Regions from separate parts of the Danio rerio genome. Here region 2 is linked to region 1. Evidence: chromatin contacts called from public HiChIP or PLAC-seq data. All regions are on one chromosome and are shown on one strand. The core of a region is the stretch at or near the end of the contact, and the rest is flanking DNA. Distances in the headings are between cores, read along the strand shown.

Region 1 (6,757 bases), core at 726-3,225:
CAAATGTGACTGGATACACAATAATATCCACTGCTGTATGGATCTCCTTTATGTTATTGTACAAAATAAACCTGAATTAACGTCCACAAACCGGGATTAAAGTGCCTTCTTTTCTAATTGTACTTGTAAAACTCATTCTTGACCACATTTGATGATGATTAATGATCACAGCGAGCTGAACAGATCCTTTAATCCTGGTTGCTTTGCACACGTCCTGTCTTGTGCATATGTTCATACAAGTCACTACCGAGACATGTTAATACGCGGCTGTCAATCAATTTCGTGGGTGGGGAAACTGTACTCCTACATGTTGCAGTGGACCTCAAACTGGGAGGGATTTAGATCCTATTTTAACGTCAGAACATTTTTAAAAAGAGACTTATTGGCTTTATATCACCCACTATGACTATGGACACACAATTAATACCTACACATAGTTCTGTCCAAACGGCTTACAAAAGATTTTCACTATAGGTGCCCTTTAACAACCAAAGAATCTTTCATTTTGGTGTGAAACAGCATTATAGGTAATTAGGGTTGTTTACATTTAAGAAGTTAATATTTTAAGAACTGTTCAATGAAGATTCATTTTGGAATCCAAAATGGTCCTTTTATAGATTTTAAAGAGTGTATTACTGCTTTGTGTGTTTTGTGTGCGTGTGTGTGTGTGTGTGTGTTGAATGACCCCTCAACTTGAGAAAACATTCAATTAGATTTACAAAATTCCAGCGTTAATAAAGGAGAATCTGACATTCAGAGAGCCGCCCACCCTTCTCCCTTTCTCACTTCTCCACTCCTACTCTCAGTATTGTGTGCACTAATAATAGGCATTAAAATGAGTTTCTGATGCCTGTCTTCCAAATGCCACGCTGGGGATGAGCGATCGTTCAACAGAAACGATTAGATAATTACACCATCCTCTCGCTGTGTGACTTCACACACACACACACACATATTGATCTTCTGAATGATCACCGTACAGTAAATAAACTTCAGCTTCTCAGTGGCTTCACCCTTAAGTGATGATGACACTGCATTGTCTTAACATTCATCATTTGAGATTTCGAAAGGATAATTGTTAAAGGAGCACTCTCTTATCTGTTGCAGAGCAGTGGCATGTGCATTTTTAATGTTGAAAGGAACCATTAGGGGGCAGTGCACGTATGTTTCAAAGTGATAATGGGCTGAAGTGGTCCTCTGGTTAAAACTTATCTGTCAATATTTGCACTTCACAGGACATGCAGACACAAAGGCAAACATAAAAAAAAAACTATATGTTAATAAGCGCCAGTGTAATCTGTAAGCAAATTGTTGTTATTGTTAAAGAGGAAGTTCATCCAAAAATGAAAATTTACTCACCACCCAACAGTTTCAAGCCGGTGTGAGTATCTTTGTTTTGATGTAGAGAAGATATTTTGAGGAACATGGTCAGCCCACTTCAATACATAACTTCAGAACATAACATTTTTTGGTGACCAACATTCTTCAAAAGATCTTTTTTGTTTTTGTAAAAGTTTGAAACAACTTTATGGTGTGTATATTTAAATTTTTGGGGTGAACTGTCCCTTTAAGGCCTGGATTTTGATAACATAATTTTGTTCCTTCAGCAATTTGTAGGTTTGTTTGTGAAAGCTTGTTTGCTGCATGTTTTGATTTGAATTCCTGTTTGTTTTGTCTGGTTCAAAGTGAAGCTAGTTTGACCTATTGCGGTTCTACTCCACTTTGGAAAGCGGAGGTCAATCTGCATTTTCAGTATGATGTCAGGCAAGTCTGGAGTTAAACTCCATTCTCCCGCTCGGTCCTCCCAGTGTGTGCCCCCCCTTCTCTCTCTAGGTTGCGCCGTCAGCCCTTTTGTTCCAGTCTCATTGTAATGCGTTGGTGTGGAAACGATGCTTTCTGACACCTGGCCCACATGAGCCAGGCCCAGTGAAACAGACCTCATCACCACCAATCAGATCAGCTCTCCCACAAATCACAACCAATCAGATCACTAGCCTCGCAGACACAGCCGACGCCACAGCGACCGCCGACCTACTTGTGCTCTTAAAGGGACAATACGCTCTCATCTACAAAGCCCTGCACCCACCAGCACACACGGCTGTTTAGCGACTCCTTCATCTGCAAATGATGTACTTTTATCTGTTGATTGTCTGAACGGAGTTTGCACAAAAAGAATCCATATTTTCAATTTAAAACTCATTTCCAAAATATTTAGGTCTCTAAAACTCGAAACAGATCATGGACTAAGAATCCAAGTGTCATAATTGGTTGAGAGATTCGTTGTTTAAATGGAGAATCAGTCCATTGTCCTCATCTTTTTATTACTTAATTTATAGAAAATATCAAGTACAAAAAGTAATCAAAACTTTAATATATAGTAATAACATAATGATTAATTAGATTCTTTGAGCACTATAGGAATAGTAAAATTATTTTTCACATATATAAAGTTGGTCACACTTTACAATAAGATTTCATTACTTAATGTATTTGGTGATATGAACTAATCATGAACAATACAAAAAAATAAAAATAAAACTGGGCACAAAGTAACACTTTTTGGTTTTGGCCAAATAATGAACAAAGTAATGGGCTTAGACAAACCATTTTTTCCCCAACAACACACAAGCCACTTCAATAAATGGTTTCTGTGCAGTATTGCCAAAAGTGCCAGGAATAAAAATGTTACTGTTTACCCCACCTGTGGGGCAAGATGCAACAGACAGAGGGTTAGTTGTAACACATTACAAAATTCATTAAATCATTTTTTATCTTATAAAGCACAGCATGTTTATTTATTTATCTATTGGATAAACACATTTGGATTTATTTGCATTATTATCCATTATTATACAATGCATTTATTTGCATTATTAGTAATAACATTTATATTTTCTATTAAAAAATATATTTTATTAAAATACATTTTTAACATAAAAGGAATTCAATATTACACTCAAAATTCAACAATTATTTTGTTGTTTAATTGGTGTCCAACAATGTGTGACTTATTTGTAACACCATGTTACAACTAACCTGCGGTGACCTTTTTTTCTTTAAAACTGGCTAGCATTCAGTGTTTTTTTTCTATTTATTTTTTTTTACATCTTTTAAAACGGTTAAATTTTTTAGCCAAGAAGACGGTAACTACAACAATATACAATTTCATTTACATACTTTCACAGATTTAAATTTTTTTCCCCAACTATTTTAATAATTGGCAGGAAAACATTTGCTGACACTGTGGTCAAAACCTCAAAAGCACGCCATGGTTAACCCTGAGCAAATCCCTTAAAACTCTGCATTACGTTTTACCCTGCGTTACTTTGTGGCCCACAGCATTTATAAATGCCTTATCCAAAATCCAAATTTATACCTGTTAACATTAGTTAATGTACTGTAAATTAACATGAACAAACAATGAACAACTGTATTTTTATTAAATGTTAACATTAACTCTAGTTTAGGTCACGATTCATGCTATTATAATTATTATATTAATACTACTGGCTTATTACCTGCCTAATATTAAGATACTAACTGTTCATTACAAGTTATATAAAGTCTGATCTTATTTTGCATCCCTAAACCCAACTACTACCCTAACTATTAAATGATTACTTAATAGTATCAAGAGTTCACACTTAGCTGATGATTGATTATAAAGCTTGTTTTTCCCAGGAGAGAGCCCTGAGCTCATAAGATCCTCGAGCCCGGGGCTCCCTCCAGTTTGTAAGGCTAGAGGAGAGTTTGAGCTCAGGTAGATCTCAAGAACTTCCCTGCTGTAGTAGCTAATGAACAGATAGTGATTGCTCTTAAGAGATAACTACTTACTAGGTGCATGTCTATGGTGCCTATTTGAATTAGTCAATTAACTGAAGTTGCATGTTTTTGGACAGGGTAAACTCACGTGAGCATGGGGAAAACGTATAAACTCCGCACAGAAATATTGGCTGACTTGGTAAAGACTAAAATTATTGACGTTCTTGCTGTGAGGCAACAGTGCTAACCACTGGGCCACCGTGCCACCCATCTAGGAAAGGAGGAGAAGTAGGGGTGGAAGGGGGGATTCTTCAAAACGAAGATGGCTGTCATATGGAACTTAGGGTATTTATAGTGGCTTAGGAATCGTCTGATTGGTGAATCATGAATTGAATAATGCAGGACCAGCCACAAGCAGTCATAAGAAAGTGATCCTCTCGAAATTATTTTATAAATAAACTTCACTTATTAAGCTAGTAGTGTTAGTTAATGGTTTGTGACCTAAACTAAAGTGATATCACATTAAATAACATGAACAAATACTGTACTGAATGCATTGTTTGTTGTTTGTTCATGCTTTTAAATGCATTAACTAATACAACCTTATTTTAAAGTGTTACCATAACATTTATATTTCTATTATTTCAAGTGTAAAACTCTATTGAACATGTCTGGATATTGTGTGTGAGTGGCAATGTGTTTCGACACATCGTGGTCTCCAGTGATGATTTTTCAGCGTTAAAAAACATGTGAAACTGGTGCTGCATTAAAAGGCACACCGGAGAGTTCAACCCGCCACCACTTTTTGCAGCTTTTTTCACACCTCCCTTCCTCCCTTTGTGTGCTTTTTTTATGTCGATATGAAAAATAGATGAGAAAACCGGCAACGGTGCATATTTCTGTGTGCTTTTAGTGACATTTAAATGCTCCAACTTTTTCTCAGGAGAAGCCGCTGTACACTTTTGTGGCATATTACATTGCCGTCTAACATATTTCGTCCTGTAGCTTTTTGATGCTTCAAGACCCCCACTCTTCCTTTATCAGATCCTCACAGGCCATTAATGCTCTCACAAAGCACAAACACAAGAGCACAGTCCTTAGAGGAATGCACCACATGTATTACCTGTGCTGAATATTAAGTGTGAATTTAAGTTTCCTCATCGGAGCCGAGGAGGTGGCACGGTTTAGAGTGTAAATGTTTCATTTCAGGATTTTATAGTCTGACGGATGAAAATATTTATGAGTGTGTGTGTTTATTATAGTGTGATACAGCTAGGTGTATGTGTGAATCGATACAAAGTAAGCAAATTTGAATTATATATCTGGGATTGTTTTTAAAAGCTGTAAAATCGCTGTCTGACAATCCATAACACAACTCCTAATGGTCCCAGTGCTAATGTATTGACTGCTGAATTGACTGTTTTGTGCATGCGCATGTGTGTGTAAGAAAGAGAGGGTTTGTTGCTGTGGGGGGAACAAAAGATGTCCCTTAGATCTCTTATGTAATTCAATACATTCGGTTCAGATAGAGTTTCAGCTGATCCATATCTGTCTGTCCTCTCACAGTGAGTGGTTTGTACGCGCACATCTGAACATCATTTCTCTCTGTTTCTGTGTTTCTCTTTAGAACACATGTTTTCCACTCAATCTTTGACCCAGATGATGTTGGGTCTGCTGGGACTAAGTGCTCTTCATGGTCTCTCTGCATTGAGCACGGGTCGGGAAACGCTGATTTGACTGTATAAGTTAACTATATAAACCAACCGACAATGTCGTTTTAATTCACATACAGAGATCGAAAATGGAGCCTGTAGTCTGACTTTGTTGTACTTAATGCGGTTATGTTCTTAATTCGAACATCTGGTGCGGGATACATTTTTAATAAAACGTAATAATATTTGAGAATGTGTGCGGCGTGTTAATTGTGTCAACAGCATTGCTGGCAGATTATCTGGAACACACATCAAAGCTGCAATAATACATAAACATACTTTCATGACTGTAGTGAACGCATGAAAACATATGTTTTCACGAAAGCCAACCTCAAGTTTGTTTTCATGTTTTGCTTTATAATTCGCTTGGTTCAAATAACTCGAAGGAACACTTTTTCTCAGAGGCTTAAATGTACCCTCCGAGTGAAGAATCAATAAATCTTGGGCGCAAAAGTGTACCAACCAAAAACGCTTCGACTCTCAACCTCCCTCCAGACTGACTGATCACCATAAAAGATTAGATAAATCAAATTTCCTCCAGTGTGTTTTTAGTCTTTCAGCCGAGTGGGCAAATATTTCCTCTTTAAAGTCTCCTAAGTCTGTGCTCAGATCATGGCCGGATGGTTAATGATCTGGTGTATTAACGCAAAGGGAGGAGATTTAATTTCAGGTAAGTCGTGAACCAGACTTACTGAGATCAAAACTGTGCCCTTGAGCAAGGCAAGTTGCTTCAAGGGAACTCGGCTTGGATGTAGTGTATAGCATGTTATGGATGTTCTAAATTGTTTATTTTGCAGTGTTTGCTCCTGTTTGATATTGAGTTAATTTTCTTAATAGCAGCTTTATAATTTTTGCACTTGTACGTTTTGCCTTGTTAATAGTCATGTCCCGGAAACACTTTATTATGACTTGCATTAATATGTAGCAATCATGTTTGCTACAGTATTTTATTACAAACAAACTATGTTAGGCACACATTATATATATATATATATATATATATATATATATATATATATATATATATATATATATATATATATATATATATATATATATATATATATATATATATATACACAGTTGAAGTCAGAATTATTAGCCCCCTTTGTTTTTCTTTTTTAAATATTTTCTAAATTGTATTTAACAGAGCAAGGAAATGTTCACAGTATGTCTGATATTATTATTTCTTCTGGAGAAAGTCTTATCTGCTTTATTTCAGCTACAATAAAAGCAGTTTTCAATTTTTTAAACAGCATTTTAAGATCAAAATTATTAACCCC
Region 2 (6,218 bases), core at 3,586-6,085, 300 kb after region 1:
CTGCTGTCTTCATTAGTTTCAAACACACATATTTCTTTACAATTAAAACAGCATCTTTTGATATCTTTTCTGCTGGAGATACTGTCCTAAAACAAAAAAAAATGTTAATAAAGAATCTTACAAATACCTCAATATTTTGGAGGTTTTAAAACCTTGACTTTTCCAAACCACGGTATAACTTAAAAACGGTTACCATGCCCTGCCTACTCTACACTTCTCTTTCATTCGTTAATTATTTTTTAATGACAGCTCTTTGAGAAATCATCATCATTACCTAACACACATCATTTAAAACCTGTACGACTTTCTACACTTTAAAATTTCTATGTAAAAACCGTACTGTAAAAAAATGCTGGGTTCCACACAATTCCTTCATGTTGTCCCCACACAAATGGATTAAATTAACTTAATAAGTTGATTGAACAAATTCATTTTCAATAAAACTAAACAATTGTGTTGATTAAGCTCATTTTAAGTAGTTTGAACAAGCAGCAAAAAACTTTTTTTCGTAATGTCAGTGTGGTTTAAAACAACATTGGAGCCTAATAACTTAGGGCCCATTTACACTATTACGTTTTAGTTTTAACAGCATTTTAGAATAAAAATGATCCACACTGGCGTTTCTGACGGTGACGATGATGGCCATTTAAATATGTAGCTACATGACGCCTCAACATTTCTGGTGTCAGTTAAGTTGTTAATATCAAAATGAAAATGGGCAGTTCTTTATATCATGTTTTTATTTTATTGTTAAGATTAAGTGAAACAACGCGGCAGGGTGATGCGAATAATGTTATAAAGTACACTGTTCCCTTTGAAGACCTGTCCTCGGAAGTTTGTTTTCTATATCAAAGTGTCAATGTCTCACAAGAAATCTGAACTTAAGAGGAAATTATGCAAGACTGAACTTTGTGCACTTAATATTGAGGGAAAAGCCTAAATCAGATAGACGAATATCTGCAGCCACACCTCAGTTTTGTCTTGGTTTTCCCCCATCCACATTGACACAGAGAAGCAGTATTTTAAAACCAAAATGGCCTCGTCAGCGTTTCCAAAATGCTTCGTTTTCGGGGCTTAAAAACTCAGGGGTAGTGTGGACGGAAGGCAAAATTTGTGTGTTTTAAAGTGAAAACATATTAGTGTGAACGGGGCCTAAAACTATATGAAAAAGGAGAAAGAAAATCAGTTTCCTTTTGAAGATTGGTGTTTAATTTTGTTTAAAACATTTTCAAAGAGTGTGCATGAGCTAAACAGGATGTTTAACTGCTGCTTTAGATGGTTATATGTGCACACAGAAGTTGCTGATTAAGACTAATTGTGCAGCACAAAGTGTTGGGTAAATGAACAAACCGGTACGCTTGAATGCACACTCACACACACATAAGTAAAGTACTTCAGTAGCATTTTTTGAGCTAATGAGAGACAGATTTCCAATTAGCTCCTCATCTCCTCCCTTAGCACTGGAAAAAGGCCAAAACACACAGGCACATTCATACATATATCATGGATTCCCCTCTTACTTTGTTCTTTTAAAAAAAGTCCAAAAGCGGAAAGAAATGGAGTTAATTTGCAGTCGTTCACAAGAAAATTGTTTCTAAACAGCTAGAGTGTTTTCTTGATAAGCGAGTGGCTGGCAAGAACTTGAATGTGCTGAAATTATATTAATTTGCTGCTAGAAGAATTTGATGACGTAACTGGGAAGCGAAGCGAGTCCTTATTTTGTTGTTTGTGTGTGCGTCTGATTGGGTGTATAGTGTGTGTGACACATTAAGGGAATAAAATATAACCTGGAATCTCTGCCTCAATGTGATAATTGTCCCAATGATTAGCTACTTTATTCTGTGTCTGTCGCTTTCTCTCTATTCCCAGCAGACTCCACTTCTCTTTTCTTCCCTCAAGGCAGAGGAAGGGAGGGGAGGGGTGTCACTTTTACATTTTTCTCAGTCCAAATTATAGCTGTGAACCATGCAGATAGGAACAGAATTATACATCTGAAACCAGCAGTAAGTCTGTGCGTGAGCGCGTATGTGTAGTTGTGTCTAGAAGTAATTAAATTTACATAATTGTGTCAACAGAATAAATCAGTGAAGCTCTTGTTCCACCAAATGTTTCTTCCAGAGAAAACGCAGCGGTAGCTTTAGCGTTCAGTAAACTTTGCATTTTGCTGATATAAATATCAGAGTGCTGAGGGGTGGAGAACGCAGACAGAGTTATTTTTTTTCTTCTAATTTTACAGTCCTTCAATTATATTTCGCATTCAGTCTGAGAGAAGTCCGACCTAAGACACAAATGGCACATTATTATGGGAACGAGAGAGATATGTGTGTGTGTGTGTGTGTGTGTGTGTGTGTGTGTGTGTGTGTGTGTGTGTTACTACTGAGAGTCTGGTAAGAGGTTTAAAGGGTGACTTAGTGGTGGTGGACGCTCCCATATGTCCGCTACAGAGAGTGTGTTTGCCCAAGGCCCATATGTCTTTATGAGAGTGCTTAAGATAATCTTTGAGTTCAATGATTAATTCATCCACACAACTTATGTATATGTAGTTACTGTGCTGATTTGTAATGATATGTAGGATTGAGATATGCAGACATGTCTCTTGTAAAACATTCACCATCAGTTACATCCAATTCCAATATTTTCTTCCTATAAACTTAACACACTTTATTATATATTTGCTTCATATTTGAGAGGATCTCTGAACCTGTGACTTAGTAAAACACACAAGCTTGTGCACAGGTGCATACACACATTCTGTGAGCAAATAAACATTAACTAGTTAAAACAACATGCAGCAACTGTGGTAAAACAGACCAGGCCGGTTCGAGCATCTGCTGTGCCGTGGAGCTCAAAGCTGCTTCAACGAGTAAAACAATCCACACACAGAGGGGCTCCGGCGACTGAGCTGAAGTTTTCTTCTCGCAGGACAAGAAGCTCAGATGTTGTTGGTTTTTAAGATCTCGTTAAGTGGTTAATCTCTGATATTAATATTGATTATTTTTGTATTATTATTTATTAACTCAATTATTTTTATATACTCCCATGTGCTTGCATGTCGCAAACAAATAGGCTACATATTTTATTCAGAGTTTGTTTTAAACTTGCAAATTGTAAATAGATAAATAAAGGAGAACTTTTAATATAATATATAAATTAGGGAGCAGTGTTTGAAAATTTTAGGTTACGAAAAGTTTAGTTTAACTATTTTAGTTTATAAGTTTTTGAAATATAGTTTAAGTTGGCCTACAGGCTTAAATATCTTCAAATTTGATTTATTTGATTTTTAAGTCGTACATAACATTTATGTTTGAGTGTAAATAAACAAAATACTTGTTAATCATTAATTATGTAGTAATTACATAATTTTTTTAAAGTTTTACCCAGACAGATGACTGTTTTTCCACGTCCTCCTTCTTTACTCAGTTTACGCATGAGAACAGTAAAAATGGAAAAACAAAAACAACATAAATTTATGCTCATTCGCAATTTACGGTGCGGTTTTACATTTAAAGGCACAATTTATGTTTACGCGTCGCCCCTCGGGTTCTCACATGCTAAAGTTTTCGAGTTTTTCGTACATTTTTTTACAAGCCCAGCCGAGAGACTCCTTAATTAAAATATTCCCCCCGAGATGAAAAACACATGTGCACTATTCCTGTCCCCCTGTTTACGCTCATAACTCAGCGGCTGTGTCTCAAACCCTTTGGAGCTGCCAAGCAAGAAGTCCCCAAAATGCAATTTGGATGCCCCAAATATGTTGTCAGGGTAGGCAGTTCATTAGGTTTTGAGACAGAGCCAGTGTCCCACACAAAAGAACAAAACAAACCCATCACATTAATCAACTAACAAGTCTAAATAATAATAACTCTTTTGGATCATATATAAATCACTAAGCTTGGCTACATATGAGAGTACACCTACATAACTTTTTTTAGCAAAAGCAACTCAAACAAAAAACATTCTTTATGATTCTGTTGAGTCAAGCTTGTGGCGTCTCCAGCCATTATTCAGGTTAAGTAAACATGTTGGACGCTCCCTTGAACGTTTTATGAGCAGCAATCAGGGAGATTTTATGAGCGTCTAGGAAACTCCTGCTTAAAAACCTATTAACTCTCTCGACACAACTCTGATTTGATCAATATGACAGACGCGAAGAGCCACCGGGCCGCCGGGATTAGGGCAGGCCGGTGGCGGAAAGTCAGCTCGTCTCTCATGGGAAAAGAGGAAAAGATGGACTAGCCGAGAATAATGAGAGAAAGAGTTTTCCTGCTAACCACAACAACACTAGACAGTAGCAGATTTATTTATTTCTCAATTCTTTTTAGAAGTCTCTAATGAAGGCCCGCGTCAAGGCCACACGCTACATTTATATTACGGAGAAGCCAAGACATTTACATTTCGATGTTTCCAATAAACATTTAACGAAGTTTAAGTAGCATAGCATTGCGGTCGATTTGACTAAGGGTTTTGCGAGTCGACGAGCAGCAGCGGTGGAGTCTCCTATATGACAGCTGTGCGTTATGTGTGATATATCCCGGGAGAGCGCGCGCCTGCACGGTCACTTCAGACTCGAGCTTCATGTCATCACGCCGGACAGCGAGTAACGGCACTTTCAGGTCAACTACTCAAACTGTGTGTCAATTTCACAAGCGCTCCAAGTCAAATCTAAGACCGTAGGCTACATTTCTAGAGGACTTTAAACGCGAGCTCGTGCACTTACTTGGGATTTTGCGAATTCCACACGACCGACTCCAGTGATTTGGCTGCGGGTAACGCGTATCTGCACATGGCTGTCAGAATCCAGAGGTAATATTTCCACGAGCCGTCACTTCCAGCCATCGTATACGGTTCTCGGAGAGACACAAAGACAGCAAGAAGATAAGATCCTTTCGGTCGACCGTACTCCGGGTTGCCGAACCACATGCAACAGAGCGGGTTATGCGTCCAGGCGAAGGGGCTCCATGGGGCTCAACTTCCAAATCCAATGTTTCAAGCGTTGCCTGGATGATATAAAAAGGTGTCGCACGTTTCACAAGTGGCTTCTGGGCCAACGCTTCTCTTATAACCAAAATCGCTGCTACCTTGCACTCAGGTAGACACCAACGCGTGACTGTTTTATTGTACTCATCTATTAGTTGAGCTATAGCCTTACAAAAGGTCAAATCACGCCAGATAGGGGGTGGGTGACATGCACACAGGTATAAGAACCATCAATCCCGTGTTGGGGTTCGGGTTGGTGCTCAGATCCGGTCCTGATCATGTGTCAGATTCAAAATTAGACTCCTTTCAGATTTGATCCCAGATCATTACGGTGCGTATATGCAACAGTTTTGTTTTGTTTGTTTGTTTGTTTTTTTTGTCCGAAATTTACCGACCTATATCCATGTTCAAAGTAGCCAGGAACAAATCTCAACTGTCAGTCACAGGACTGCCAAAAATATCTGTCCAGTTCCATTGGGATTTTCTTTCCAAAAGAAGATGTAAAAAGTAAACTCCCGAGTTGTGCGGCTTCTTCTATTGTATGATCTGGCGTTTTCAGTCCATGCTGATAGAAGGGGTATCAGCTACTGTCCGCTCCAGGCTCGCGTGATGAAAGGTGCACACACACAGTTTCGTCTCAAGCACATAAACAGATGGGAAACTCCAGCAGTTCGGTGCTTCCTCTGCGAGTTAAATGACGCGTCTTTTAGCCTTGGATCTTGTTTAGAGTTTTTCGGAGCTCAACCGTGGATCCGGTGCGTCCGCAGTCAGTCCCGCACACCGTTCACAACGCAGTGGCTTGTGATCCATCACATCCACTCCCACCGAGCCGCTAAGCCCCGCCCCAATTCCAAAATCAACCAATCAACGCGCACGTTTAGTGCGACGTCGCAACACGGTGTCCCTGCCTGTACATCCAGTTTCAGAGTTGATCTGCGAGATTGATGTACAAAACATATAGCGAGTCTTGACATTTTTAAAGGTAAGTTCCTTAAAAGTGTTTGAGTTTAAAATACCAACTGTCTTCTTTCTGCAGATCAACTGTCTGTTTTTGTTAAGATGGCTGTAACTATGGTTACTCCAGTAAACCACGTTGGTTCAAGTATATCGCTTTAGTTTGCATGTTTTCGCCAGGATATGTGCTTCTGGACTCATTTATTATATATAAGTCTATTTAATATTCACAGCAGTTCACGGCTTACAGCTGAAAAACACAGGTCTCTACACTATAAGCGTTTAAT

The links. HiChIP or PLAC-seq counts read pairs in DNA pulled down with a chosen protein or histone mark.
Region 2: a contact with region 1 is called in an H3K4me3 HiChIP or PLAC-seq map of embryo, with 3 times the contacts expected there. The contact joins the promoter of efnb1 here to the enhancer-like site in region 1. A contact is called at or near these places in 8 of 18 Hi-C or Micro-C datasets (caudal fin, embryo, fibroblasts and 2 more) and 3 of 4 datasets of contacts at active chromatin or transcription factors (caudal fin, embryo and gastrula embryo).

What each region holds. Positions count from the first base shown.
Region 1 is chr5:36,920,921-36,927,677 of GRCz12tu, forward strand. No RefSeq gene overlaps it. Among named protein-coding and RNA genes, the nearest start is that of efnb1, 300 kb to the right of the region's middle. Within about 2 kb of position 1,976, at least 41 of the 62 cell types and tissues checked have an H3K27ac peak or open chromatin away from gene starts, as enhancers often do.
Region 2 is chr5:37,222,821-37,229,038 of GRCz12tu, forward strand. efnb1 (ephrin-B1) reads right to left here and starts at 4,836. Exons shown (of 5, transcript NM_131805.1): 1 at 4,718-4,836. The coding sequence starts at 4,836. It overlaps LOC103911089 (a long non-coding RNA gene), which reads left to right and starts at 5,896. Exons shown (of 7, transcript XR_012406162.1): 1 at 5,896-5,959.